Regions from separate parts of the Mus musculus genome. Here regions 1, 2, 4 and 5 are each linked to region 3. Evidence: chromatin contacts called from public ChIA-PET, HiChIP or PLAC-seq and promoter capture Hi-C data. All regions are on one chromosome and are shown on one strand. Each heading gives the region's core, a stretch centred on a gene start, on an enhancer-like site or on the middle of the called end of the contact. The rest is flanking DNA. Distances are from core to core; before and after follow the strand shown.

Region 1 (5,511 bases), core at 1,930-4,429, 310 kb after region 3:
GCCGGTCTCTGTGACCCCAGAGGCCTCCCAAACACTGAGAGGGGATCAGATTAAGAAACAGTTCCTGCAGGGCAGAGGTTACAATTTAGAGTCAAGCCAGACAAGTTTCCAGTATCAGGGATCTGAGGCTCTTAAGTGGCCAGGGACCAGTGGGGCCAGAGTTCAAGGGGAACAGCCAAGGGGCGAAGGGCAGAGAAGGGTCAGAGAAGCAGACACGGAAGAGGAACTGCACCAGGACAATTGGAAGCAAGAAAAGGATCCGGAGCCAAGGAGAGGTTAGTAAGGGGGCAGAGAGTGTGGGGTCAAAGGTCAAGGTCTCACCGCATCTAGCAGGGTCAGCTGTTCGGCCAAGTGGTCAGCGAGGAACACCAGGACATCCGTGGGGTCAGCAGGGGAATCGCCAGGAAGGGCCAGGGGCTTAGGAAGGTCGGGGGCCCGGGGGTCCACCCGGGCCCGGAGGTTTCGGATGAGGTCAGCACTGCCCCCCACAACACCCTCCCGTGCTGCATACCCTGTCCGAAGCAAGAAGCTCTCAAGCCGGTCAAGTTGACCCTTGACCTCAGAGCCAAAATCCTCAGGGTGAGAGGCCAGCCAAGTTGAAAGTACAGAGATGGCTACCCTGAGAGAAGGGGAATCAGCCAGGGGTCAGAGGTCTAGCCTCAGCACCCTGAGGGGACTGAGGTTCAGACAGGGCCACTCACCCTGTGGTCCTCTCTAGCTCACCGGGAGGATGAGATTCAAGGGCTTCCAGCCTGGGGATGAGGAGAGGGTCTACCTTGTGGCTTTTCCAGCCCCCGCTGGTGCTGGGGGTGCTCAAAGGGAATCCAGGAGCCTCCTAACCCTTGGCCCCTGACCTGTCAGCCACAAGCCCAAACAGGGCAGGAGTGGAGGTGAAGGCCCGGTGGGTGGCCAGCAAGGCCGGAGTGAACATCATGTCAGCCCCTGCTGTCCTGGCATCCAAGAGGTGTCTGACCAGGGCCTCCAGAGTGCCAGCGCGGAGCCGTCGGGAGGAGCGAGGTGGAGGCAAGGGAGCCTGGAGAACATGGAGGGTGTCTCACCGACGGGCCTCCTCAATCTGACTGCTAGACATCTGGGATAATCCAGATCTAGCTTATTTCTGCCCCGGTTCAGAAATGGCTTAAATCACACAACACAGAACTACCTTCACACTACCAGAACTTCTTCAACCTAATGTTCCGGAAAATAAATAAATAAATATTAAATTAAAAACCGAGAGGCAAGACCTCAAAGTCGTGATCTCACCAAGGGGTCAAGAGGCCTGTACTGGCGGCTTGTGACAGTAAAGGTCGCACCATCCTCCTCCTCGTCCCAGACTGACACAGAAGCCTGGAGGAGCAAGAAGAGGAAGTGAGTTCCACAGCACCTCCAGTCCCCAGCCATTGTCCCCAGGCCCTGTTCCTCCCTCTGCACCCCTCACCTGTGATGGCGGGGGACAATACCAGCGAGTGCGAGGGGTAGAGGGTACTGGTGACCCCAGGTCTACCCCACCCTGGGGCTCAGACAGCCCCCCCGGCCACCTCAGAGCTCGGTGGGATGGAAGAGGTTGCAGTGAGGGTTTCAACTGAATGCAGGAACCCCTCTTCTGGCCACCTCCAACCCCCCTTGTCCCACAGCTGAGCCCAACGCAGAAAAGCAGGGCGCAAAGTCAGGAGCAGAGCGCGCCCGAAGAGGCACAAAGCCAAAGGAAGAGAGACCTGAAGCAGAGAGAAGCTGAAACTTCACAAGGCCCGCCCTCCCTGACAGAACCAGAGGAGCCCAAATTTAGTCCTTCCGCAGAGACTCCTTTTCCCCAGGTCCCCAATACAGCTTCCACTTAATCTCAGCACTGGGGACCCCCTGAAGGTGGCGGCTCCAATCCCAGTTACAAGAAGGGGAAGTAAGGATGATGGGGGGGGGGGGCGGTAGACTCAGAGTCATGTGGCCCTAGCCCCTCCCCCGACCGATCCCGAAAAACCAGCCTTGCTAGTCACCCTAACTTTACCAATGTCGGGGCCCAGGAGTCTGGATCCTCGGGCTCCGAATCTAACTTCTGGACCCTCCTGAATCCCTAAATCTTGCTGCGGACTACATCCTATCAGTCTCTTTGGACGAAGATGACCACGCTCTACCTATCCCGGGATCATCTCTCCAGGTGCCGGAACCTCTTGGCTTGCTGCCCTCTATTGAGCACCAGGGGGTGGGGGAAGAGGCGGCGAAATCTGAGGGTTCCCTCCCCAATCCTAGAGTCTGAGGAGCTGGTTACTGTGGAAACAAACCCCTCCCAGCCAAACAAAAAACGAGGAGGGAGACAGGGACCAAGATACAACTGCCCAGTGGCACCCGTCTAAGCAGGTATGGGCAAAGAGGGCCTGAGCCCCGCAGGCACAGTCAGCCCGTCTGCCAGCCAGCCATTCTGGTTCCGGCAGGTTCCTACGGGCAGGTTCCGAGCAGACAGACAGGGCGAACTTCATAGACACCAGGACCCGCAGCCAGGGGACAGATATCCAGAGAGAGTGTGGCGGGCGGGATGCGAGTGAGGCGGGGAGGAAGAGACCGAGGGACCCAGAGACACCGAAAGGAGGAGAGTCTCAGAAATATTTAATGCCCTGCCTCCCGCCACCCGCGTCTCACCTCTTCTTCTTCCTCATCCTCTTCCTCCTGCCCCCCGCCCACGGCCCGGCCACCTGGGTCCCCACCCTCTTCGGGGTCCCGGCTCCGGAAGCTGCTCAGCACGACTCCCCCGGGGGGGGTCGTGTCCAAAAGCAGCCGCAGGGGCCGCGGGAGCATGGCCGAGAGAAGCAATCAGCGGGGTCGGGCCATGGGGGCGCCTGGGGAGAGACGGGTGGGATTGGGTGGAGTCAGACGGGCGTGGGGGAGACGGACAAGAAGGGACCTAGGTGGGAGTCCCTGAGGAAGGCTGGGGGAGGGAGATACGGGAGTGGGGAAACCCAAGCCCTCGGTGCTTGCTTGGGACTTGGGGGCTAACTAGTGCGGAATGGGCAGGGTCACCCGGTGCTCCGGCTCTGACCTGCTCGGGAAGGGCGAGGGCTGCGCGCGGGTCCCGGGCCTCTGTTCTTGTCGGTCTCTGGCCCTCTACCGAGTCCCCTCCCCGGCTTTTCCGCGATGCCCCCCTCCTGCACCCCGCCGGGCTCCCGGGCCCTCCCGCCCTTTCCGCTTCCCCCCTCCCCGCGTCCGCCCGACAGCAGGAGCCAAAAAGGGAAGGAAGTGAGGACAGGAGCCAGGGAGAGCGACTAGGGGAGTGCTGGACGCCAGGGGCTGGGACGCAGGCTGCAGGTGCACTACTCCGCTGTCCCTTGCAGCCCCACTCGGTGGCTCTGAAGCCCGCGTCTCGCAGCAGACACGCTGGAGACCAGGGTCCTGTCTCAAGCCTCCACAGGAAGGCAAACACGGAATTTTAAGTCACTTTTTCTAACCAGAGCGGCGCTGCAACTGCCGAGGAAAGTGCCCTAGCAGTGGCGCGACCCCGTTACTGCAGCTCGAGAATGACACTGCCGCCCCGGCACGAGTGCAACGGAGCGAATCCGCGCCGGGTTTTCTGTGCCGCCCTTATGCCCGCCCACTCGCGGGGAGGGGGCGGAAGCCGGCTAGTGCGGCGCTTCCGGTTCCACTCGGGTCCGTCGCTCCGGGCGTCCGGCTCTCACCGTGCGCCCGAGCGCGCGCGGTTCCCACGGTGGCTATGTCGTCTCCCGGGTGCGAGACGAGGACCGGGAGGTGACCGAGGTTGGCTGTGCTTGGAAACGGGAGAATGAGAGGCCCGCATGGAAACTCGGAAAGACTTTATTAGCTCACGAGGACCGGCGAACAGGAGAGGACGAACCACACGGGGACATTCGTAAAGGGCCGAGACCCACCAGGCCCGGAGATGGTAAAGGTGGACCAGGCAAAAGAAAAGCTGTGGTAGGAATGGAGAGCTGGAGAGGTAGGCTTTAGTCCGCGAGGGAGACACATGGACCTTTCCGTCTCTAGACTACTGCTGTGGGCTGTCCCTGAGGTCTCTAGAATCTTAAGATGCTATGAAGACCTTTCGTCCTAATCCCCTGGCCAGTGGTTCTCAACCTTCTTAACATTAACGCAGTTCAAGTTGTAAAATTATTTTCTTTGCTACTTCGTAACTGCCTTTACTACTGTTGTGAATCCTAATGTCTGGTATTTCCGATGGACTTAAAGGGGGTTGTGAGCCACAGGTTATGAACCCGCCTCTCTGGCGCATACACTGGTTCTTCTCAACCCTGGGACTCTACGCATGTGTGTTCTTATATTTAGTTCTCTCAACAAAGCCCCGCCAAGTAACCCCGACTGACCTGAAACTCCCTATTTGTAGATCAGGCTGGCATGGAAATGTCAGAGATCCACTGCCTCTGCCTCCCGACTGTGGGCATCAAATGAGTGTGGCGCTAAGTCTCGCTTTTTTCTCATCTTAAAAGTTTAGTTCGAGTCCAGCGGTGGTGGCGCACGCCTTTAATCCCAGCACCTGGGAGGCAGAGGCAGGCGGATTTCTGAGTTCGAGGCCAGCCTGGTCTACAGAGTGAGTTCCAGGACAGCCGGGACTATACAGAGAAATCCTGTCTCCAAAAACCAAAAAAAAAAAAGACCTCTAGGCATGGTGTCCAGTGCCGTTTGTCACTCCGAGGCAGAGGGACAGGTGGATCTCTGGGACTTCGAGGCCAGCCTGGTTGGCTTGGTGAGGGTTCAGGACAGCCAGCCAAGGCTACATAGAGAGACCTTGTCTAAAAACAAGAACAAAACAAGAAAGATTGAAACAAACAAAAAAACCTTAAAAAAAAAAATCCGAGCTATTCAATGGAGGGAGAAGAAGAGAAGAAGGCTGTTGTTCTGGGGCAGGGGCTACTGGAGTCATCTGGGCCAGAGATGAGGGTGGCTTCCACAGACGAGAACTTCTTTACTGTGACTTCTGCAAGAGAAGAAAGAAGTGGGGAATTGGAAGTGTTGGGAGGGAAGTGAGTTTCTCCCAGTTAATGTAGAAACATTCTCACAGTTACAGGCGTGGGAGCAGGCTGGGGCTGTCATTTCCCACCGGCCAGACATGGTCATGAGTGTCCTCGCTCCTGAGTCTTCCAGAAGACCCAGTGGGTCAGCTGAGAATCCAAGCAAACCCCACCCCTGGGCTGTGCTCTGAGCTTTGGAAGTCCTTATGTTGTCTACATGTTTACATTGCCTGGATAGGTCAGAGCCGGACTTGGCCACTGCCGCACAGTGGTCTCCCAGGCCACTCCCTGTCACACTTTAGGAGCCTTTCCCTCCATACAGTCTCTTTGCTGCCTATTCTCATGCTTTGATGGTATCCCACTTTACCCTGTAATAAATTCTGATTGTCTTCTGCACTTTAAAAACTTATGCTGGGAGACACTCAGCAGGCAGACTCAATCACTGGTCTGAGTTTGATCCAGGATCGTACAAGGTTGTAGGAGAAAACTGGTCCCAAGAGTTGTCCTCTGACATCCAACCTTATGTGTGGTAACACACCACACA
Region 2 (5,507 bases), core at 1,569-4,068, 360 kb before region 3:
CCATCCCTCCTCTCGCCCGCCTCTGCACTCTGAGCAAGGCCCCCAACCTCGGAGCCTGTTCCCAGCCTTCGTCGCTCCCATTCTTCCGCTCAGGCCCCTCTCCCCAGCAACCCTGTCCCCAGCCGGCCCTCCCGGCCCCATCTCTCCCCATCCCCGTGCCTCTCGGCCCCCTCCTCCCACAGCCTCCCACCCCCTTCCCGCCCACACCTCAATGGGGCGGGGAGCCTGGGGGACGGGCCCCCTCCCCAGCCAGGCTGCGGCAACGGTGGTGGCGGCTGGCTGTATCTCTGTCTCGGTGTCGGTGCCAAGGGGGCGACAGGATTTGGGGATGTCCTAGCCCCGGCCGATGGAGGGGTGGTGGGAGTGGGAAGCTGGGCCCATATCGGTAGGAATGGTGGGGGGCAGTACCCCCGACACCCTCCCTCCCTCCCTGCCGGCTCTCTGAGGGTCGGGGCTACTGCCGCCGCTATCTCCCCCACCCCTCCCAGCGCCTGCTGACTTCCGGGGCTGGCCAGGAAGTGGGGGTCTATGATGGGCAGCGGGCCTCGCCAATCGCCTCTTCAGAGACCCGCATCTCCTCCCCATGCCTGCCGGGCCTCTCGCTGGCCCCGCCCCAGGGAGCTCAGTGGCGCTCGCGGCCTCGGTCAGCCTCATCGCTCGGGCCACCGGTTTCAGCACCGGTGACCCCGGCTCCCTCGCTGCTCTATTCCTCTGCCCCGTCTAGCTTCGCTCGCACGCTCTCTGAACCCGTTGCCTTTCTTTGAACCCCAGCGCTATGTAACTCTAGGATCCCCAAACACTTCCTCCTGCCTTTCCTGTCTCCCATTCAATCACAAACGTTTATGAAGTACCTTCTGAATTCAAGCAGTAGGCTCACCTTTTTCTGCTCAGGCCTCGGGCTTTCCCTGAATAGCTCTCCAGCTTTCTGTCCACTTGCCCTTTGTCCCGGGTCTCCATCTCCTCCACCCACCTTTAGTCTTTAAAGATAAAGGAGCCCTCTGACCTTCTCTCCCTTTCAACCTTGTTTTCCTACTTAGTACTTTCCTAGTTCTTCATTCACCCAATCTGAGCCAACCACTCCCCCCCCCCCCACACACACACACACGATCTGGCCGCTGGCTTTTGGTGGTGTATGCTTGTTAACAGCAGTACATGAGAGCCTCGGGCAAGAGTATCCGAGTTTGAGGCTATAGCTGAGACCTGTAAGAAGCTAAGTCCTTTCGATGGAATTCGAGCAATAAAACACTGCTTCCTAAGGGTGATAAAATGGTGGGATGTGCCGCGTATCTAACTGGCCAAACCCTACTTCCCTCTTCACACTCTGGACGAGTCCATCGTTCCTACCTCCTATTCGCCTATTCTGCATCTAAACCTCTTCAATACTCCAGATCCTCGCTTCTCCGTACCTCCTCCTATAGAGAGTCCCAGCTTCTCACCTTTCTTTATTCCTCAGTCACACAGGTCCTTTATCAAGGTATTGAATAATCCTTAGCTAGCGTGTTCTCGTCTCCCGCCCATGGACACCTTTGCCCTGGGTGATTTACATGGCTTGGTGAAGAGCCCTTGCGAATGCGAGGACTGTTACCTAATTCTGGGCCTTGGGCCATAGTGAGGGTCACTGAGTGCTGGAAAGGCCCTAGCTGCCAGCCGTCCAGCCAGGAAAAAGATCCAAATCTATGCAGGGCAAACTACAAGGAAGGGGCGGATCTACCCCATTCTACGGCGGGTCACCTAGGGGTCGGCCTCTGTCCTTTGGGCGCCCACTCCCAAGAGGGTGGAACCAGTCCTTTTCTGCTTGTAAGGTTTAGGACGGAGTGGGGGTCCACTGTGGTCTGCTGTGTCACATTACAACGGTGGGCCTTTGGCTCGGTCCTGCTGTGAGAATCACCTAGAGAGGCTAAGTCGTCCAACCGAGAGAGTGGGGTTAACACCGGCGCCACAGACCGACGGCCGCACCATCCACGCGTCGGGCTAACCCCAGCTCTGCTCCCCGCTTCTCCGAGAGGGAGGGGCGGACCCAAGGTCTTCCCTCTACGTCACCCAAGGAGGCCGGAGCCATCTTGAACCCTGCGACCCTGGTACTTCTGCCCTTCCCCCTCCCCCCTTAGCTCTGCACCGTCTCTCCAGATCTCGGCCAATCAGCGGCGGAGTAAACCGCCCAATCAAGCGGAGAGAGTCCGGGCGGAAAGACCCGGATAAGGCCGAGTCGAGGCCTTTGAACCTAAGGCCCCGCCAATAGCGGAGGGGTTGCCATGGTGACGAGAGAGAGCGAGTGAAGGGGCGGGACTGGAGTCGACACCGCCTTCGTCTGGGTTGGCCTATTCCACGCCCCCCCCCCCCGCTTATTGCGCATGCTCATTCTTCCGTGTCATGCCAGCCAATCATTTGATTTGGAACCATTCGCTCTAAAGTCCAATAGGAACCCGGACCTTCTAAGAAAGAGGAAGAGAAGGAAAAAAAGAGGCTTATGGTGGGCGAGTTCTGTAGGCCTGAGCCAATCCCTTCTGAGCTTTGGTTATGACTGGCAGCTGAACTGACGAATCAAAGCCTCTTTAGCTGAGTGACAACACAGGCCTAGCTCATTATGACCAATCCCTCGGCAGTGCATAGTTACTGAAGCCCTATCAGCCAATCATCATCGTGCAAGGGTAGGGGCCCCACACACACCTTTTTCCGCCCCCACTCTTTGGATCAATCGTGTCCTTTGAATTCTATATGATTGGCAGGTACCTCGACCAATAATGATGAGAAAAACTTGAAGTTTGCCCAACGATCCTGGGCCGAAGGCGGACCTGCTTTGTTGGGGCGTGAGTGTGTGTGTGCCTGTGTGTGTGCCCTGTGTTAGTGTATATGTGTGTGTGCCTGGGGGTACTGAGGGCTACGTGGGGGCGAAGCAGAACTTGCCATGGCAGCAGCGGAGGAAGAAGACGGGGGCCCCGAAGGGCCAAATCGCGAGCGGGGCGGGGCGAGCGCGACCTTCGAATGTAATATATGTCTGGAGACAGCTCGCGAAGCTGTGGTCAGCGTGTGTGGCCACCTGTATTGGTGAGAATCCGAGTCAGGGGCTTGGGGTGAGGCGGCGGGGTTCGTCTTTGTGCTGGGGAGGCCGAGAGCGGGGACCATGCAGTTTTTTTCAGATGACCAGAGGGCATATGTCCCACCCCACCTCCCCACATACACGTAGGGGAGGCCTAAAGTGAGGACTTGTGTCTTTGCTGATGTATGTAGATGGGGTGGGGGTGCGGGAAGGGTCACATCTGTGCAAATGAGATATCTTTCCAGGGAGGGTCCTATGAGCTGGTGCATGGTATGTTATGAGGAGGAATGGGAAATGGGGGACGCTGCATATTCCTCCATTCGAGACCTGAACCACAGTACCCCGTTAGACCTACCCAGGTGTTGAGATAAAATAGATGAGAGACTTTTCAGTTTAGGGGATGTGCCTGTCGGAGGAGGAGGGAAGATCTAGGGACTATGGACCTAGATGTGGGTCATATTAAGATGAGATGTGGGAGGGGGTGATTTGTCAAACCTGAAGACAATGGCATTGTGTAAGGACAAGATGGAGAGGGTGAAGGGTCATGGAGAGAGGGGTTTTACTGAGCTTGAAGTAAGGAGGAGAGGAACAATGTGGGTGTCTGAAAACCATGGGAGTCTGGAGGATTAGGAGCAAGAATGGAGTTCAGGCTGAAAGGAAACCTGTTGAATTGGGAAGTCAAGTTCGGAGGCAGAAAGGGGGAGGTTGAAGGTGTGTGTGTGTGTGTGTGTGTGTGTGTAGAGGGAGACAGACAGGGAGAGACAGAGAGGAGACACCGGAAGAGAGAAAAGGATCAAATGTGTGGAGGATGTTGAGGACCCAATGTGAGTACCTTTAAATGTCAAGTATCAAAGGCAAGAAGCTGGAAAAGTCAAGTTAGCAAGTATGCTAGAAGCTGTTGGGAATATGGAGAGAAATGGAGCAGTAGAGCAGCAGTGCCTGGGAGACAGGTGGTGGGTGGGCTTCCATGTTCTGGGGTCTGCAGCTCTCTTCTGTAGTTTGACGTGTGCTTTTTGTTTGTTTTTCATCCAGTTGGCCCTGTCTTCACCAGGTATGTGTTCATGAGGTGGACTGGGAAACAGGGAGGGTCAAGGAGCTCCGAGATGCTCTTTGTACTTGAAAACACTTCATATTTCCTTTGCAGTGGCTGGAGACCCGGCCAGACCGGCAAGAATGCCCGGTGTGTAAAGCTGGCATCAGCAGGGAGAAGGTCGTCCCTCTTTATGGGCGAGGGAGCCAGAAGCCACAGGATCCCAGGTGAGACCCAACACGATGCTGAGGGGAGCTGCAGGCTTCTGTCCCATCCCGAGACAGGGTGTGAAAGGTGCTGCCTGCCTCTCTCCTTCCTCTCAGATTGAAAACTCCACCCCGCCCTCAGGGCCAGCGACCAGCTCCAGAGAGCAGAGGGGTGAGTCTCCTTGTCCAGCCGTGTCCCTCCTTTGCCCAAGCCTATGGGCTTCCCTCATCTTCCCTGCCTCCCTAGGGGTTCCAGCCATTTGGTGATGCCGGGGGATTCCACTTCTCCTTTGGTGTCGGTGCCTTCCCCTTTGGCTTTTTCACCACCGTGTTCAATGCCCATGAACCTTTCAGAAGAGGCGCAGGTAAGGATTTTCCCAAGTCTCCCCGCGCCCTCTCCTGGCCCTACATGTTTCTGAAGCTTTCTTTTCCCTTACAGGTGTGGATCTGGGACAGGGTCACCCAGCCTCCAGCTGGCAAGATTCCCTATTCCTGTTCCTCGCCATCTTTTTCTTTTTCTGGCTGCTCAGTATTTGAGCTCTGTCTCCTCCCTGCCCACCTCCAGCTAGAGGAGAATCAGTATTGGGAGTCCTGTGCTGGCCTTTCCTTGCTTTTGGACCACCCCCTTACTTCCATGACCCATCTCTGTCTGCTGAGGCCTCTCTCTTGGGAGGGCATGGCGAGGAGTGACCAGTCTGCTTAAGATGGGAGTGCCTGCTGCTGTGTACTGCTGGCCCAGTAGCACAGACACTGTCAGCCTGGAGGACGGACAGACAGACAGGTGTCCAGTTCTACCAATCCTTTGCTTTCCCCCAGATTTCTTGATTTGGTGTTTAAAGGTGGGCTCTCCCCAACTCCTCTACTTGACTTAATTTAATTTTTCTCTACCCACTGTCTAATATGAATTTTGACTCTTGAAGTGTCTCTTTCCATCCCTCACTACCTCCTTTAATTACAAATTCAAATAATAATAATAATAATAAAAATAAAAATAAAGGTGAAACACGTTGCTGGGAAGTCTCCCCAGTCTCTCCCTCCAGGACAGTGCCACTCTGACCAGCCTGGTATGGTGGGAGGCATAGGATGAGCTCCTCCCCTGCAAGGCCCCCAAGGATGCAGGAGTGAGATTGCCTTTCTCCTGCACAGCACACAGACAACAAGCCGGCAACACACCGTGTCAAATGTTTACTCAGCATGGATCATGTGGGCTCTGGTTGGAGAAGGAAGTGCCTCA
Region 3 (5,437 bases), core at 1,431-3,930:
AGGTTGAAGCACTTAAGAACCATTATTAAAGTAGCTTTTGAAAATTCTAAGCCAACAATTCACAGCTGAGGACAGGGTATAATCACAGGCCCCCAAGCTTGATGACCTGAGTTCATTCTCTAGGACCCTCATGATGGAAGGAGAGACCCAACTGCCTCAAATTGTCCTCTAACCTCCACTATGGCATGCATGGAACACACACAAATAAATAATAGACAGACAGATAGATGATTGCTGTAATTTAAAACCTTTTAAATGCCTATTACAAGGTTCTCACAGAGAACCCCTAGATCTTATTGTCACCCACCATTTCTCTCCACAGTGAAGGGGGCCCCCAGCTTGTACTTCTGCCTGCAGACCATGTTCACAGCAGCTCTGCTCGTCTCCAGGAGATCCAGGCGTTTGTTCCACTGGTCAGCATCAGGTTCCCCCAGCTCCGTCAGAGCCACAAACATCCCCAGGTCACTGTCGAAGTGTAAATACTCCTCCAGGTTGAAGATGAACCTGACCAGCAAGTGAACCTTTTCTGTACCATTGGTGAAGTAACAGTCCGCCTTTGCCTGAATCACAAAATTCTCTGGAAACCATAAAAGGATTAGGAACCAGCTGCACCTCTGGGAAAGCCTGCACCTGGCACACTAAGTCAGATAGCAACGTTCTCAAAAGCCCACCATTAAGAGACAAAGTCACTTAAATGACATTAAGAGACAAAGTCACTTAATGTCATTTAATGCTTATTGGCATTTATTTAAAATGTGAACAAGGAAAACAGTTTTCAGGAGTAAGTCTATCCCATTCCATCCTGTCCCCTACCCCACAGCCCAGTCCCCACCCAGTCCCCATGTCATGTCCCACCCCCATCTGTCCCCCACCCCAGTTTTCCCAATCCCCATCCCTAACCCCCTTGTCTTTCCTCCCCATTATTCCCCCACCCCTCCCTCACCTTGTCTCCCCATCCTCACCCCCTGTGTGCCCCCTGTCCCTGGTTCCCCTCGTACCTGTCCCTGTCCCCCACAGTCCCTGTGTCCTCCTTTCTCCCCCATCCCCATCTTCCCTGTCCTCCCCTCCCCCTCCCCTGTTATTCTCCCCCACCCCTTATCTAACACGTGGTTCCTAGGGATTGAACTCAAGTTGTCAGGTTTGGCAGCAAGTGGCTTTAACCACTGAGCCATCTTTCGGCCCATTCTATGTTTCTGAACACTACACTCATGTTGAAGGCAAACTTGGAATGGTATTCATGGGGAAGAAGAGGAAGGAGACGGGACAGGAAGAGAAAGACTTCTTGTGATGACAGCGTGCTGTGGCTCAGTTCTGTGCGCTTGAAAATGATAAAGCAGGCAGACCTCCATGAAGCGGCTAAGCTGCGACTTGAAGGATAATGAGCTGTGGGTCTGTTTATTCCTAAGCTCAGCAGTCTCCTCCAGCAGTGCTCAGCCACCCCCTGAGAATGACTTCCATGACCATCCAGGCCCCTCTGAGGGCCACTGAGTTCAGACGAGGTGCCAGCCTCCAGTCCCTCAGCATGTCTACCCTTCTCTGTTCCCTCTTTACAAGCTAAAGAGAAAGTATATGGGGTTTTCATCATCATCTAAAACTCCGTGCTGTTTTTTTTTTTCCCCATTTGTCAAATGGACGTGATAAACTCAGAGCGGTTTTTGTTCTCCGAGAAAACGGATGCCCCTCCTAGGCTTGTTCCTCTTCTGTATTTAATGAGACTGGCGTTAGAGGGGAGTCTTTTCTTAGCATATCACATCCTGTTTTCTGCTCACAAGCCTGAGTTTTCATGGTCTAGCAACGCTGGTGTTTGCATAGCCCGTCTCCCAGTGAAAAAACAAGCTGTACACAGCAACCTGAGGCCAAAGATAACTAACATACTCAACTTGTCTGAGCTCTCAACTTCACTCACACCTCAAAACTTCTCAGGACGATGCTGAACGCTAACCAGGAGCTTAATAGTTGGAGATGTGATTTCCAATTTCACCAGAAAGCCATAAAAGGAGTAGATGCTCGTAGAGAAAGCTCAGCTGCTCAGACTCCGGCTTTCAAGGTTCTAGTGTCTGATGTTGATGCACAAGGAGCCCAACAGGGGAAAATGTCTCCTTCCTCCCTCCCTCCCTCACTCCCCTCCTCACTCCCCTGGTATCTGTGTCTTGGGTGTGAGAAGACCTTTCCAGGCAGTTCTTTGTGGGTGCTGAGGAGCGCATGAGCTTCCTGGTCAGTGGGGGGGTGGGGGGGGCTCTTTTTTTTTTTTTTTGGTTTGTCAAGACAGGGTTTTTTTCTGTGTAGCCCTGGCTGTCCTGGAACTCACTCTGTAGACCAGGCTGGCCTCAAACTCAGAAATCCACCTGCCTCTGCCTCCTGAGTGCTGGGGTTAAAGACGTGTGCTACCACCACCTGGCTGGGGGGACTCTTTAAAGTCAGAGCCACTCTAGTCTGAGACTTTGGTCCACAGAGAATGGGGAGAGTTAGCCCCGTGCCAATTCCAGAAAACCACACCCAGAATCAAACCCCTCTCTTCTTACCTGGGGAGTCTCTGCCTTCAATCATGAAGGAATCCAGCCTCATGAGGTTCACCAACAGAGCCACCACCCAGGGGGCCCTCCCAGCGCCCATTCTGGAGGGGACAAAGGGGCAATGAAGAGACTGATACACCTATTTAGAATAGAGCTGTCTTCCACACAGCTGAAAAAAAAAATAGATAGGTAATTATGCAGCCTCCTTCACACTGTTAACCAATCAAGAGCGAAGACTTTGCATCATTTGTTGCTAGGCAGAACACTTTGCTAACACTGTGTGATAAAAGCCAAGAACTGGTTACCTGGAGAGTCAGTGTTGGCTGTTGAAATGTGGGAAAATGGACCAGCATCGGGAGAGAAAAGTCTACAGAGTATGAGGTCCTAGAACAAAGTAGGTTGTTTATTGTGTATTCTGCTGCCTTCACTTAGTAGGGTCCCTGAATTAGTCTGACCAACAGGTCTCCCTTCCTAGAGAGTGACTGACATTGACTGCAGAGGGTACTGAACTATGTAAATAGCTTTGTGGATTGTAGCTTAAAGGGGGTTGATGGCAGCTCGTCAGCAAAAGCAGAAGACAGGCTGTGCTGTGCCTTGTATGCCAAGCAAGGAGAGGAGGGAAGAGGAAAACAAAGACAGAAAGACAAACAGGAAGGCATAATTCTCAAAAGAATAAAATCGTGCAAATATACTCATAAAGACAGAATAGAAGGAAGCATTGGGGACCAAGTCAGTAAGATGGTGGGATGGGATTCTATAGAACACATTAGCTGGCAGAACGAGTGTAGCCTGAGCTACAGAGTGAGACCCTGGCTCAAAATGACAATAATAATAATAATAATAATAATAATAATAATAATAATAATAATAATAATAAATGACACTGTGCTGAAAATATTATGGGAAAAAGTATAAATTAATCGATTAATTGACCTCTGCTGCCTTGGTCAGGTTTCTGCTGCCGTGACGACCACCACAGCCAAAGCTACTTCACAGTAGCTTAGAAGGAGGCTGAAAGCTATTGAAGGAAAGGGCTTATTTCACCTTACAGCAGCTTATGTTCCATCACTGGGGGAGGTCAGGGCAGGAGCTCAGGGAGGAACCTCGAGGCAGGAACTGAAGCAGAAGGGAGCTGCTTACTGGCTTGCTCCACATGGCTTGCTCAGCCTGCTTTCTTAAACTGCCCAAGACTCTACCTCCCACAGTGGGCCAGGCCATTCCTCATCAATAAATAGTCAATTAAAAGAAAATGTCCTCTAGACTTGCCTAAGACAATCTGATGGGGACATTTTCTCAATTGAGGTTCCCTCTTCCCAGATGACCTAGCTTAGGTCAAGTTGACAAGCACACACACACACACACACACACACACACACACACACACACACATGCACATACACGTGCATGCATGCACAAAGTAAAATTAGCCAGTATACTTACCAAGATAATGTAATGATGTATATATTATGCATGGAATTTTATCCTATTGATATGTTTGTATACATGCATTTTAGCATCTAAGCAAGACATTGTGAGCAATGGCCAAAGATTTGTAATAACATCACCCAGCTACCTGCTGGTTCTGTACAGCCCAGAAGATAATCTATGAAAGCTGTGCTTTTCATTCAAGATGAATGTGTTCATTAAATGTATAGCAAGCAAAATAAATAGAATAAATAAATAGCCAGTAGCAGACAGAGGTAGCAGGTAATTATAACTTTAATTTTTTTCAGATCCTATTTTTTTATTTTTATAAGTACACTGTAGCTGTCATCAGACACACCAGAAGAGGGCATCGGATCCCATTACAGATGGTTGTGAGCCACCCCACCATGTAGTTGCTAGGAATTGAACTCAGGACCTCTGGAAGAGCACTGACTGCTCTTAACCTCTGAGCCATCTCTCCAGCCTCCTCAAATCCTATTTTTAGTGGTGGTCCTTAAACACTTTAACCTCCCTTGTAGCCCACCACCCTCCAGAGGTAGTGGAAAAGAAAGGACATGAGGGAAATGGACCTGTGTAGAAAGGTTCTTTGGAGCAACTCCCTTCTGTGTTGTCTGGAAATCAGCAGTTCAGTTCACAGGTCAGCAGCAGCAGCTTGATCCACTCACAAACACTTCATGCAAACACCAGCAGTCTGGTTGAGTCAAGTTAACAACATCGGTGATATGTTCTAGCAGCGACAGCCAGGCCTCAGCCTCGACTTGAGTCAGCATGAGGGACCGGGAGGAATGCCATGAAAAGTTCTTGGCTGTGCCTCTCTCAATGAAGCAAAAGTCAGCAAAGACTCGAAATCAGTAAGAGTTGAACAGCTACCTCTACCAGCAAGCCAAGCTCAGCCTCCATTGCTGTCTGTTGAGTCCTTTTTATACTCTCTCCAAACATCAGGTCTCCTCCACAGGGCTTGCCTTAGTACATGCATCTGTCTCGGCTGACATCACTCTGCCTATCAACCCAAGTCCTTGGAAGCAACAAGAACCTGCAGCACACCACCAGGAGATTTTTGGTGCATTTCTCTCTATGGAGTCCTGACAAATGCAGCTCAACTACACAATGCAAAGTGGACCAATACATGATCAAGAATTCTTCATTATGTGTCCTTACATCTACTTGCTTTAGCAGAACATGCTCTCGAAACGTTCCTTCATGAGTCTGACTTAGCCTTTCACCCCTGTGTCCACGCTAATGAAACAGTCCTTCACGTGTTTGCAAAACACCATCCAACACAACTGACTTTCCAAAGAACCCCTAAGTTTCCACTTCAGGTAATAGCAGAAGGCCATCCATAGGGCTCAGAACACACAGCAGAGAGAGCAAGGAAAGGGAACACACCGAATGGGTTCCCAAGAGACGTCATCTGGGGAAGTGCATCGAGGCAGCCAGTCTGGGTCAAGAGAGCTCAGGGTGAAAGGTCTGCCCTCTCC
Region 4 (5,829 bases), core at 2,209-4,708, 260 kb after region 3:
GAAGGGCGTGTCTTCTGGGCTGTCCCATGGCTAAAGAATTAGGTTTCACACAGCATGACCACTCCACCATTGCATATTCCCTCAGCTGTAAATCCCTCCATCAACACTAAGCCAAGACATATTAGACATCTTCAACTCCTTTTCAGTAGACCATCTTTCCATAACCACTTCAGCTAAAGATTCAAACACAGTCTTGACAACTTTTTAAAATGTGAAATCTTCCATACTAAAGCTACAATCTTTACACAGTGGACCCATGTCAAAAAACTCAGCCTGACCCAGTTTTATGTTCCTTCCACTATTATCCCACACCCTCAGAATCCATTCCCACACATGTTCCCCACATGCTACTTAATGAATTAGCAAACTCGTCAAGCTCCTTACATGAGTGCACAGAAGTGCAGGGTTACTCCTCATGGACTACACACTCCACCTTCCCTCCTGGAATCTACTTTGTCTGAAGTCTGGTTATAGGTCTAGAGACAGGTAACACAGCTGCTGAACAACCCTGGAGTTGAGAAAGGACTGTTGGATTCGATTGGCGCACATATGTGAGAACCTCAGAATGGAAGGAAGGAAATGTGTTGAGTTCAGGGAAATGGTTTGCCTTTGTTTCAACATGAAAAGTAAAGCTATAACTTCCTTCAAAATTCATAAAGATGAGATTTGACCAGAGGAGACATCCTGAAAATCTTGGCTGCAAAAATGAAGACAACAAGCAGATCAACAAAACTAAACAAAACATGAATTCTCATCCCTCTATGTGGAAACAGCTATGAAGAAGGCCAAGAATGGAATGTCTCCAGCCAGGATGTCAGCTATTCATGTCCAATAAATCTTGTTGGCTACAAAGTCCACATGACTTATGAGGTTATCCTTTCATGTGGCACAAGTGGATATTTATATTGCAGCTTGAGTATATAGCGCAAACAGAGTTATAAAGCTCTGTGCACACTGTACATTCCATACATGTGTTAATGTAGAAATGCATATCACCTATAAAAGTTTGTGTGTTTACAGAGAAAGGACCAGACACCAAAGAAGACAAGACAAATAGCCTAAATGATCCAACCTCAAACTGCCTTAATGGCTGGCCCCTCAAAATTATGCATCCAGAACAACTTCAAAATAGCTAATCTTGCAGCCTCAAAGACTGCCCCACCCAAGGATTCAGCTAAGCCCTGCACCTTCCTAGCACACAGCGAATGCACAGCAAATGTTACAGCTTGCTTTCTTAGGACTTGACCATTATCCTCATTGCCTTGGTGCCCCTGAGAGATATCATCATTCCCAGAAAGCGGGAAACAATTTTATACACACTAAGCCCTCATTCCCAAGAGTGGGGTGGTAGGTATGTGGTTGTTGAGTGGGTGTAGAATAAGTAGCAGTGGTCACAAGATCTTAAAGGTTCTGGTCATGGAGCAAACAAAGGGAAGGAGATTAGATTCTGGGGTTTCTCTCTCTCTTTTTCTCTCAGTCGTTCTTTCTCTACTATCTGGCCAGGCATTGGTGGCACACGCCTTTAATCCAAGCCCTTGGGAGGCAGAGGCAGGCAGACGTCTGAGTTTGAGGCCAGCTGGTCTACAAAGTGAGTTCCAGGACAGTCAGGGCTATACAGAGAACCCTGTCTCGAAAAAAGAAAGAAAGAGAGAGAGAGAGAAAGAAAGAAAGAAAGAAAGAAAGAAAGAAAGAAAGAAAGAAAGAGGGGGAGAAAGAAAGATAGTTTTAATAATAATAATAATGGTAATAATAATAAATAATAATAACAAAATGTTTAGCCTCTCCTTTTGCTCACAATCCAGAAGAGGTAGTGGAAGAGAAAAGTTATTTAGATATGGGGGAAGTGGACCTGTTTAACAATAGCTTTTGGGGGGCAAGCTCAATTTTCTTTGTCAGCAGTTCAGTCCCATGGCAAACACCAAATACGAATCAACAGCTTCAGTCCAGACTTCTTGGCCAGCAGACCCCATACAGGAACCAGCAGGTACAGTCCAGTCCTCTCAGTAGGGAAACACCATGCCTGAATCAGCAACTGTAGAAACCAGAAGAGCAAGCAGACACAGAGCAAGCCTTTCCTTCTTCCAGGTCTTCATGTAGGCTTCCAGCAGAAGTCATGGCCCAGAGCAAAAAGTGGGAGGGGCTCCTGCTCAAATATTCTGGTTTACACCTGTGTCTTCCTACCTCAAAGAAAAGGATCAGAAATTGATTTTCACACTTCAAATTAAGCAAAAACACCTCACAGATGCTGCCCTCCATTTTGAGGTTTTAGTTAACCCCACATGTAGCTGACATCAAAGAATCATCACCATGGTCCCTGTCCGAGTTCTGGAACTGCTCTCTGGGGCTTTGCAGCTCCTTTTAGCACCCATGGCTCTGCCTCCTGCCTCCCCTCTTACAGGGAGTTTTCTTCCCACGGCTGGAAAAGCACGTAAAGTTCTTCTGGATGTAGTTTGATGAGAGCAGGGCGGCCTGAGACCTGAGAGCCCTGGAGAAGTGCAGATAGGAAGGAGGCCCTGGGGCAGCTCAGCAGCCTGGATCCCCTTTACCCTCAGCTCTGTGGGTTCAGACGCTGTCCTCTTTGTTTCTTCCACCAGGCGGCGCTGTTGCCCAAGAATGCGATGCTTCTCTTTCATCTTCAACAGGTGAGACTCTGGAGGGTCTGCAGTGGGAGGGAAGATGGGAAAGGGGACACCTTTCTCTGCAGGAATGCTCTGGATGTTGGGATGTCATGGGCTGTTACAAATTAGCATTCAAACGTCTGAGTCGAATTTATCTTGTTCATAGGGAATCAAAAACTCACATCAGCTCAAGTGCAAAGATGAGCACACACTGTGTCTTCTTCCTGGGATGAGGCTGTGACCCACTGGGCATGGTAGGTTCATAAAATGAAATATCATCTGTATTTTTAATTTTATGCTTTTTGACAAATTGTCATTTCAATACACTCTATTTCAACCATCTTTTCCTGTCCTGTTACAGAGCGCTCTTCATTGGCTGGTGGGACAGTGATGTCCAAACATTCCTGTGCCCTCCACTCCTGTCCTCACACTCTGGATGTGTAGGAGAAAGAGAAGGAGTATTTTTCAAATCATATTTTTAAAATTTTATTGTCATGAGATGTAATCATTTTTGTATGTGAATATGTATGTGCACTAGCACTAGCATTCGATCCCTGGGAACTGAAGTTGCAGATGGTTGACAGCCACCATGTGCTGATGGAACTCACCCTGGATCCTCTGCAACAGGAACTGTTACAAACGCGTTCTCTCACACCCGGCCAGGAAGAACACAACAACCAGAATCTTCTGCGGCAAAGCTTTATTGCTTACATCTTTATGGGGCCAGAGCGCCAGAGCGCGCGGGAGAGCGAGGGCGCGCCAGAGCGCCGAGTCCTATTGTTACATCTTTAGGCAGCGAGAGAGCGCAAGGCGCGCAGAGCCAGAGAGATGCCAGCGAGAGAGAGATGGCGGAAACCCCCTCCCTCTTTAAGGAGAACTATATTTTTGCTAGGATGCATCACTCCCTGATTGGCTGCAGCCCATGGCCGAGTTGTAGTCACGGGGAAGGCAGAGTACATGGGGGGAGGAGTACCCTGGCACATGCGCAGATTATTTGTTTACCACTTAGAACACAGGATGTCAGCGCCACCTTGTGACAGCGAATGTGGGGCGGCTCCCAACAAGGAACACGTGCTCTCAGCTCTGAGCCATCTCTCCAGCCACCACTGGAATGTTCACATCAAAACCACACAGCTGATCCACAGCCTGCTGCTGAGCACATGAGAGAAACTAGAGGCCCAGGAAGAGACAGTGTCAGTGCATAGCTCAGGAGGGAGGGGAGCTGGGCACTGATGGGGAGAGGCCTGAGGACAGAGACAGAGAGGGGCTGAGCAGGAGGGGACAGAGGCAAAGGGGGAGACCTAACTCCGCAGAGTCCCCTGTTGGAGGGTATCTCTGTCAGATTGCACTGGACACATCTGCAGAACCCTGCTGGTCTCTTCCATTTCATAGTGAACGCTATGCTGGTTTGAATGAGAACAGCCACACGGGCTCATAGGAATGAATCCTTCATATCCAGCAGATGGAACTCTTGAGAAAGATTGGAGGTGTGGCTTGGTTGGAGAAGTGTCACTGGGCTGGGCATTGAGGTTTTAAACATTTCCAGGCTCCAGGCACCTGCGTTTGGCTGTGCCTGTGGTCTGGCTGGACTTTAATGGCGTAGGTTGCGGAAAGCTGGACCAGGGACCATTATAGAGCAGGTGAACGTGCAGACCGCCATTGCGCATGAGCAGGAGCTGCTCAAGATGACTGACAGGCGTTTCAGGAAGTGCATCAGGAAGCCTGGGGCTCCTTGGACAACTCTGAGCAGGAATGCATCACCATATGCATGGACCGTTACAAGGACGCCTTGAACACTGTGTCCTACGCCTACAACTCTCGACTGCCACTGGAACAAGCCAACGTGTGATCGACACCTGTGCTTTCTGACAGTGCTCTCAGAAGACAGCAAGGACCAGTGTGAGTGCAGGGACATGGCTGACCCACTGAGCTGTGACCTCATGAGAGAGCAAGCCAATGAAGCACTGATGGGAGGGTGGGGAGGAGCGACTCCCACTGTTCCCAGTGTCTCTCCTTTGGTATGCAGATAGATGTGTGAGCTTACACTGTTCTTGTACCATGTCTTTCCTCTGCCGTCATGGATTCACATTCTCTGAAAGTAGAGAACAGATTAAAAACATTCACAACTTGATGGGGTCCCAACGTCTTATAGTCGTAGAAAAGTAACGAAAGCCAAGTGTGATGACACAGGCCATTAATCCCAGCAGACAGGCGAACTCTGTGAGTTCAAGGCCAGCCTGATGAACATGGTCATCTGTGGAGACCCACCTTGCCTTATAAAAACAGGATAAAACAGAAGAAAAGTAACAGAGACAGATCCTTCTGTGGAGCTGCTTAAGGCCAGTTGCTTCCCTAGTCAGGATGAAACCTAAGAGCATCAAGTTCTCAGGGAAACGGGGGAGAGGTCAGGTCAAACTCCACACAACCAAAACCTGTGTAAACTTAATCTTTCCCAATATCACTGATCAGGGGTGAAACCTCGAAACACCAGTGTGTGCTCTCTGGCATGAGGATCATCTTTCTTCCAGTGTCCACACTGCACAGGCGTGAGGAACTCTGGGGCCAACTCAGTTATCAGATCCAGTGTCCCACACAGCTGTGACATTCATGTCTCTCACCTCATCAGCTCTTAAGTGTGAGTGAAGGTCAGGGAGGGAGGGAGAGGGTCAGAAATTACATAACTTCTACCACACTATCATCCTTTTTCTGTGGTATAGTCGGTGACAGCTCCTCTCCTACTGTGATTAAGTCACTAAAACAAATGTACCTTGGACGTGCAGACACAGAGAAGTGCAGTGGAGACAGCGATCAGTGCCCTGCTGTCTGTGGTCTGCACAGGGGTCTCTCTTCAGTGGACAAGGGGGTCTCCTGTGCTGAGACAACGACAATCCACTTGGACAATCTCAGAAGCCTCTAACCCTGAGGCTGAGAAGACAAATCCTAAGGGGAGAGCAAAGTCTACACTTAACAGATGAGAGTCCTGCACTCAGGCTTGGCAGTGTGAACCACCCCTTGCAGGTGAACAGAGCCTGGTCTCTGTGGGGTCCGTGTGGGCTTGCAGGCCAGCGCCTCTGCTTTAAGGAGAAACCTCTCTCCACTGCGTCCCCAAGCGCTTGTGTCCCCATTGTATTCCCGGAAGTGGCTTTTCTTCTAGAAGACACTAGGGTGTGACTTCTGAAGAGAAGAAGGAAGAGGAAGGGTGGAGGAGAGG
Region 5 (5,559 bases), core at 2,821-5,320, 410 kb before region 3:
CCGCACACTAGCTCCCTTTTCCAATGCTGCTGCCTGCCAGACAGACTGCTCTCTGGCCTCCTGTGACAGAGCCTGCCCCACCTCCTTGGCACATACATCCACTTCAGGCGGGCAGGAGTTCCCCGGCATAGGGGCTGGAACAATGCTCTTCCTCTCAGGCCGGGGAGCTGCGGGAGCTGGCCCTTCAGGCTGGACTCGGATAGCACCTTGGATGAGGACCACTGGGGACACTAAAAAGATGAGCAGGAGGATGTCCGAGAGGGTGACGTCAGGACCCCGTGTCCAATCTCACACACGAGCCCTGAAGGCCCAGGGCCCTCGGGGGCAGTGAGCTCACTCCCAGGCCCCTCTCTAGCTTCCTCACCCGCAGGCTGCTGGACCAGGGGTTGCAGGAGGACGGCAGCGCTGGTAGGCCCAGCTCTAGGTGGCACCGGAACTGTGGTTAGTACCACAGGCTTGGGCTGCAGTGGAGGCTTCCGAGTGGCCGGAGCTTTCCCTGAATGAAGGGAAGGGAAAGGAAGGGATTCTAACACTGTGAGGCCTCTCAACAGGGACCCCAGAGGTCAGGAGACCCCATTACCTGAGGAACTATCAGGGGATGGACCCATGCTGATCTGGACAGCTCCGAGCGAAGAGGCTGGGACATCCCACAGGAGGCACCCTGGAGGGGACGGAGACTCTGTCTTCACTTCCAGAACCTCCTCTCCTATAAAAGGCTGTGCAGGGCAGCCCAGAGACATTAGTTAGGAGTGCCGGTACGGAGCAGGTGGTCAAGGGAGAGCTTCCCGCACCCCTGGAGAAGGATGCTCAGGAGAGCAAGGTGTGTCACCTGACTGGGAGAGTCTGCTGACAGCAAGGAGGCCTCAGAGTGGACAGAAGAAGACGGAGAGGCAGGTTCCAGCTTGGTCTGGATATCTGAGGGGGCAGGAAGAAGACACCAGTGCTGGCTACAGGAGCTGAGGAGATGCTCGCTGGTAGACAGAACTCACTGCTCTTACAGAAGACTGACCCCAGAGTCCTCATGGTTGCTAACAGCTGTCAGTAATGCCCTCTCCTGATCTCTGGAGGCATCGAGCACACACATTGTGCATGTGCAGGCAAATTACCCAACACATAAAATAAACAAATCATAAAAGCAGCAGCAGTTGGCTGGCAGATAAATACTGAAGATGAAGGGAGACGAGGGTTAGTCCTCCTTTTACTTGGACGCCATAGTGCAGGCATCTCAGGAGAGACTGTGAGCTGACTAAGGCTCTAAGGCTCCTCCCACCTCGACCCTCCTCTCACTTCAGCAGCTTCCCTAACTTGTCACACACACACACACACACACACACACACACACACGCACACATGCTGCCTTCTCCCCTTCCGTCTTTACTTCTCTCTCACAGACCCTGTGCACCGATGGGGCAGGCTTCCGAGCCAAGGCAGCTCAGCAGTCACAGAGCTCACACAGAGGTCTTTATTTCATGCGCAGACGCATTTGGAAGTGCACAAGGCCAGAAGACGACCCCCTGAACTAGAGGCATAGACACTTGTGGGCCACCACGTGGCACTGGCAATTGAACCTGGGTCCTCTGGGAGAGCGGCCAGTGAGTACCCTTAACCACCGAGCCGTCTCTCCAGCCCCCTCCCCTCTGGAGGGTTTTGCTCTTATTTTATTTTTGGTTTGTTTCTTTCGTTTTTGTGTTTTTGCTTTTCATCACAGGGTCTCTCTGTGCAGCCCTGGCTGTCCTGGAACTCAGTGTGTAGACCAGGCCGGCCTGCCTCCCGTGTGCTGGCACAACACTTCTCACGTCCTCGCTTTCAGTACTATTGTTTCTATGGTTTCACTTCCTTTTTTATTTGGAGGTTGTTTCTCTCTGTACTCTGGCCTCTGCCTCCCGAGTGCTGGGGTTCAAGATGTGCACCACCCCCACCTGGACCCTGGCAGGCACAAGGTCAGTGACAAGCTGTGATTACCTGAAAGATCATCAGAGGCAGAGCCCACAGTGATCTGGACCGTTTCAAAGGGGGATGCTGGATCATCCCCCAGCAGGCAGAGTGGGGGTGCCAGGGACTCCATCTTCACATGCAGCACCTCGCCTACACCAGGGACCTGTGAGAGGCAGGGTGGTGCAGGGAGGTGGAAGGAATGAGGGAAAGAAACCAAGAAGAGTAAGAACGAAGACCCCAGAGCTTCCAGCCCTCCAAACAAATGTGCCCTGCGCTAAGTGGTCCTGACACGCCGCCTAGCCTGCCCAGGCTCTTTGTTCGATTATCTTCTCATGATCACAAATATCGAATTACAGTGGGAGGCCTGGGCAAGAACAGTTTGCAAAGTCTCAGCCGTTCATCAACTGTTTTCCCAAGCCCTTCACCTGCCGTCTCTCTGCATGTTCAAAAGGCCCCTGTCTTCCCTTCTATACAACCAGACCAGAAGGGCAGAAAGCGAGGGGACGGTGACTAAAAAGAGACTGCCACCCGCCTCATGACTCACAGCACACAAACAGTACCTCAGCACCTATGAGAGGAGCCACAGAGAACCAGAGGGGAGATGGCTCTCACCTGGCTGGGGGGCTCTGTGGAAAGATGTGAGGACTCTGAGCTGAGGGAGGAGGACGAGCAGGGAGAGGATGGCTCGGACTTCACCTGAAGATCTGGGGGGGAGAAAAGTTCCGAGGTAAGCAGGGAGGCTGGGGACGAGGCTCGGGGCTGAGACCATGTCTTGCCTGTGCCAAACCAACACTGCAGAAATGAGTAACGGAGGAGCAGAGCCTAGCATTGCCTGTAGCGTGGTGCTGAGGTGGGGCAGGAGAGTAAGGGCAGACAACACCCCAGGGATCACAGGGAGGAGCACACAGGGATGTTAGTTTCTGGGAAGCAGTGGGAAGAGAAGGGCATTTGGAAAGATGAGGGGAATCCTAAGGGCGCCTTACCTGGGAAGATGGGTAGAGGGTCCCAAGGGGGCTCAGGGGGGCTGACATCCATCCCCACATCCAGAGAGCTGCTGTCAAACTAAGCAGTGGGACATATTAGCGGGCAGGAAGGTGAGAAAGTACGACAGCAAAACAGGAGCGACACAGCTTGCAAATTAAGACGCCCACTGTGTCAAGGCTCCATAGTTTACAGAAAAAAATGTTTCTCTTTTGCTTTCGTTGTATTTTACTAACAACCACTAACCACCTATTCTCGCCCCTGTAGACACACAGCTGTCAGTCTTTTATCTGTACCCCATAAGAAGGATCCCAAAAGGCCAGAAGGGGCTGCTCTCTAAAATCCTGACTTAGTTGGCTAGTCCCGGGTGCGCCTCTAAAATAAAACTTGAGCCAATTAGACCAATGGACTTTTGAAACTGGTCTTTCTCCTCGAAATTTTCGAGTTTAACATGAGCAGGGGTGACACCCTGATGAGCTCTGTGGCTTGGCAATGACTCCAAGTTTGGGGTCGCCCTCCCACCACCAAGGGTCATAAGAGAAACTCTGAGGTAGCAATACCGGGACATCCTGCTCCACGCAACGGAACAACTGTGCCTGCTCCTCGGCCACTTCATCCAGGCCACTGTACAAGGTGCTGTCTGCATGGAGGCCCGCGTGTCAGGAGGGTGGCACGCCAGCCCCGGCTCCATCCCTCATTGGCTCGGCCGGGCCAGACCCACCGCCCGCCCACTCGCTCAGCCTTACACCCTAAGGCGTCCAGCCCCTCTCCCCTGACCCCGGGCAGCCCCGTGCTCCCACGGGAGACCAAGGTCTTCCCTCCTCCCGCATCCCGGGGAAGCGCGAGTCCCGCTGCGCTCTCCCTCGGAGGATGGGCTCGGCGTCCGCCCAGCCTTCCTCGTTCACCCTCTGCTGCCTTCCCGCGTGCCTCGGGCCCATGGCGAGCCTCAGCCCGCTCCTCCCCCGGGGCCCCACTCCGCGCACCCCAGTCCTCCGGACTCAGCAGGTTGTCGGTGAAGAAGCGCGTCGGGTCGGCGATCTCACTGAGGAGCATCAGCTCCGCCATCTTCCCCCCACCCCCCACCATGAGCCGGCTCCCCGGCCCGCCTCCTCCCGGCCGCGGCAAATCCATGAGCTCGCTGAGGAAAACCGGCGTCCCGGAAGTCCTGATGACCAGTCAGAGGCTTAGTTGGTGAACACGTGACACGAAGGAGCAATGACTGTGCATGCCGGGCCAATGGCACGGGTCAGCCGCTTTACCGATCCAGGCGAGACTGTGCGTGCGCCGTACAGGCCCCAGAAACTAGCATTGTGGGAAATGTAGTTCCTAGCACTTAGGGTTCCGGCATCTGGGCTAGAGTGTTCATGCTTGAGCAGTTGTCCGCAAACATCTGCACCCATGTGGTGCCCATAAACTCATGAAGGCACACGCATAATGAATGAATTATTAATGAATAAACGAATGAGCAAAGTTCCAGCATTTAGGATAAGAGATGGCTCAGCAGTTTAATATTGCTTATTGCGACTAGGCGGTAGTGGTGCACGCCTTTAATCCCAGCACTCAGGAGGCAGAGGCAGGCGGATCTCAGCCTGGTCTACAAAGTGTGCTCCAGGACGGCCAGGGTTGTTACACAGAGAAGCCCTGTCTCAAACCCTCCCACCCAAAAGGAAAGTGCTTGTTGCTCTTATAAGGGTCTGGATTACATTCTCAGCACCCACACCTGGCGACACGCAACCACTTGTAACTCCACCTCCCTGGGATGCAACTCCCTGACATCCGGAAGTTCTGGCGTTTGCCACAGCCAGTCCCAAATAGACAACCTCTCCTATCCTCGGAGGTGGATACGCTTCCCGGGACTCCCTCCACCAAGTGGCTCACTGACACCGTCGCTAACTCCCTGTAGGTCAGAACGAGATACGAGTTCAAACAACTTCCTTCGGGGCCCTTGAAAATTCCACAACACAGACCACAGTTCGCGGGTTCCTGTCTCCTTTAATCAGCTAAACATCTTGCGCAGTCCCCGAGCCAGCCCTGCATCCTGTTTCCTTCCCTGAATGACCACCTTCCCCAGCTCCTCTTTCGCTGCACGGTTTTTGGGATCTACTGCTAGCACTTTCTTGAAATCAGCAGTGGCTTTTTCCAAGTCCCCGAGGGCAGCCCGAGCAACCCCCCTTCGGTATAAGGCCTTTAAATGGCCCGGCTCCCGCTCCAGCACTCGGTCACAGCTCTGGGCTGCCAACTGGGGGTGTCCTAGCAGCAACTGGCAGGCAGCCAGATTGGCATAAAGGGTAGTTCGTTCGGGAGGGCCGGGTGGGGGCAACGTCAGCAGCAGTCGGAGAGCCCGTCCATAGCATCGGGCAGCCCCTTGAGGGTTCCCAGCTCGAAACAGTTCTGTACCCCTTCTGTGTTCTTCTTTGGCCAGAGCCTCCTTCTCCATAGCCTCCATCTCCCAGGAGTCCCGGCCATTGGTGAAGGAATCCAGTCTGAGTTTAGCAAGAGGTGCAGAGGATCCAGGAAGGTGAATCTTTGCCTCCTCACCTTGACGCATAGACTCCAGGCATTTTTCCATGAGTTCCCCCCACATTTTTTCCCTCCATTGTCCTATGCCTATGGTTAGTTCTGTCCAGCCCTCTGGCATCCCAG

What was found. Promoter capture Hi-C pulls out the DNA fragments that hold promoters and counts their contacts. ChIA-PET counts read pairs in DNA pulled down with a chosen protein or histone mark. HiChIP or PLAC-seq counts read pairs in DNA pulled down with a chosen protein or histone mark.
Region 1: a promoter capture Hi-C map of pre-B cells shows a contact between it and region 3, with 3 times the contacts expected there. The contact joins the promoter of Rgl2 here to the promoter of H2-Ob in region 3. A contact is called at or near these places in 1 of 39 promoter capture datasets (pre-B cells) and 1 of 9 other capture datasets (liver).
Region 2: an RNA polymerase II ChIA-PET map of memory CD8 T cells shows a contact between it and region 3, with 13 read pairs. The contact joins the promoter of Rnf5 here to the promoter of H2-Ob in region 3. A contact is called at or near these places in 10 of 39 promoter capture datasets (the 3T3-L1 cell line, 3T3-L1-derived adipocytes, the C10 cell line and 4 more), 5 of 484 Hi-C or Micro-C datasets (B cells, bone marrow-derived macrophages, cortical neurons and 1 more), 6 of 115 datasets of contacts at active chromatin or transcription factors (acute myeloid leukemia, bone marrow-derived macrophages, large pre-B cells and 2 more) and 3 of 9 other capture datasets (adipose tissue, macrophages and pancreatic islet).
Region 4: an RNA polymerase II ChIA-PET map of memory CD8 T cells shows a contact between it and region 3, with 413 read pairs. The contact joins the promoter of AA388235 here to the promoter of H2-Ob in region 3. A contact is called at or near these places in 1 of 15 datasets of contacts at CTCF or cohesin (pro-B cells), 1 of 484 Hi-C or Micro-C datasets (large pre-B cells), 1 of 115 datasets of contacts at active chromatin or transcription factors (memory CD8 T cells) and 1 of 9 other capture datasets (liver).
Region 5: a contact with region 3 is called in an H3K4me3 HiChIP or PLAC-seq map of bone marrow-derived macrophages, with 4 times the contacts expected there. The contact joins the promoter of Atf6b here to the promoter of H2-Ob in region 3. A contact is called at or near these places in 3 of 39 promoter capture datasets (the C10 cell line, the HPC-7 cell line and liver), 2 of 115 datasets of contacts at active chromatin or transcription factors (bone marrow-derived macrophages and microglia) and 1 of 9 other capture datasets (liver).

Annotation. Positions count from the first base shown.
Region 1 is chr17:33,927,562-33,933,072 of GRCm38.p6, reverse strand. Rgl2 (ral guanine nucleotide dissociation stimulator-like 2) reads right to left here and starts at 3,179. Exons shown (of 18, transcript NM_009059.2): 1 at 3,029-3,179; 2 at 2,632-2,828; 3 at 1,264-1,347; 4 at 855-1,033; 5 at 702-752; 6 at 322-619; 7 at 1-64. The coding sequence starts at 2,787. Tapbp (TAP binding protein) reads right to left here. Exons shown (of 8, transcript NM_009318.2): 8 at 3,783-4,933. The coding sequence ends at 4,922.
Region 2 is chr17:34,600,872-34,606,378 of GRCm38.p6, reverse strand. It overlaps Rnf5 (ring finger protein 5), which reads left to right and starts at 2,818. Exons shown (of 6, transcript NM_019403.3): 1 at 2,818-3,045; 2 at 4,070-4,088; 3 at 4,182-4,294; 4 at 4,391-4,445; 5 at 4,521-4,638; 6 at 4,713-5,280. The coding sequence starts at 2,906. The coding sequence ends at 4,810. It overlaps Ager (advanced glycosylation end product-specific receptor), which reads right to left. Exons shown (of 11, transcript NM_007425.3): 11 at 5,442-5,507. Agpat1 (1-acylglycerol-3-phosphate O-acyltransferase 1 (lysophosphatidic acid acyltransferase, alpha)) reads right to left here and starts at 518. Exons shown (of 7, transcript NM_001163379.1): 1 at 208-518.
Region 3 is chr17:34,236,148-34,241,584 of GRCm38.p6, reverse strand. It overlaps H2-Ob (histocompatibility 2, O region beta locus), which reads right to left and starts at 2,680. Exons shown (of 6, transcript NM_010389.3): 1 at 2,523-2,680; 2 at 308-577. The coding sequence starts at 2,613.
Region 4 is chr17:33,979,121-33,984,949 of GRCm38.p6, reverse strand. AA388235 (expressed sequence AA388235) reads right to left here and starts at 3,458. Exons shown (of 1, transcript NR_033305.1): 1 at 1-3,458.
Region 5 is chr17:34,645,657-34,651,215 of GRCm38.p6, reverse strand. It overlaps Atf6b (activating transcription factor 6 beta), which reads right to left and starts at 4,070. Exons shown (of 18, transcript NM_017406.4): 1 at 3,900-4,070; 2 at 3,477-3,556; 3 at 2,919-2,997; 4 at 2,548-2,639; 5 at 1,963-2,098; 6 at 830-915; 7 at 581-716; 8 at 365-496; 9 at 97-230. The coding sequence starts at 4,002. Fkbpl (FK506 binding protein-like) reads right to left here. Exons shown (of 2, transcript NM_019873.3): 2 at 4,399-5,559. The coding sequence ends at 4,913.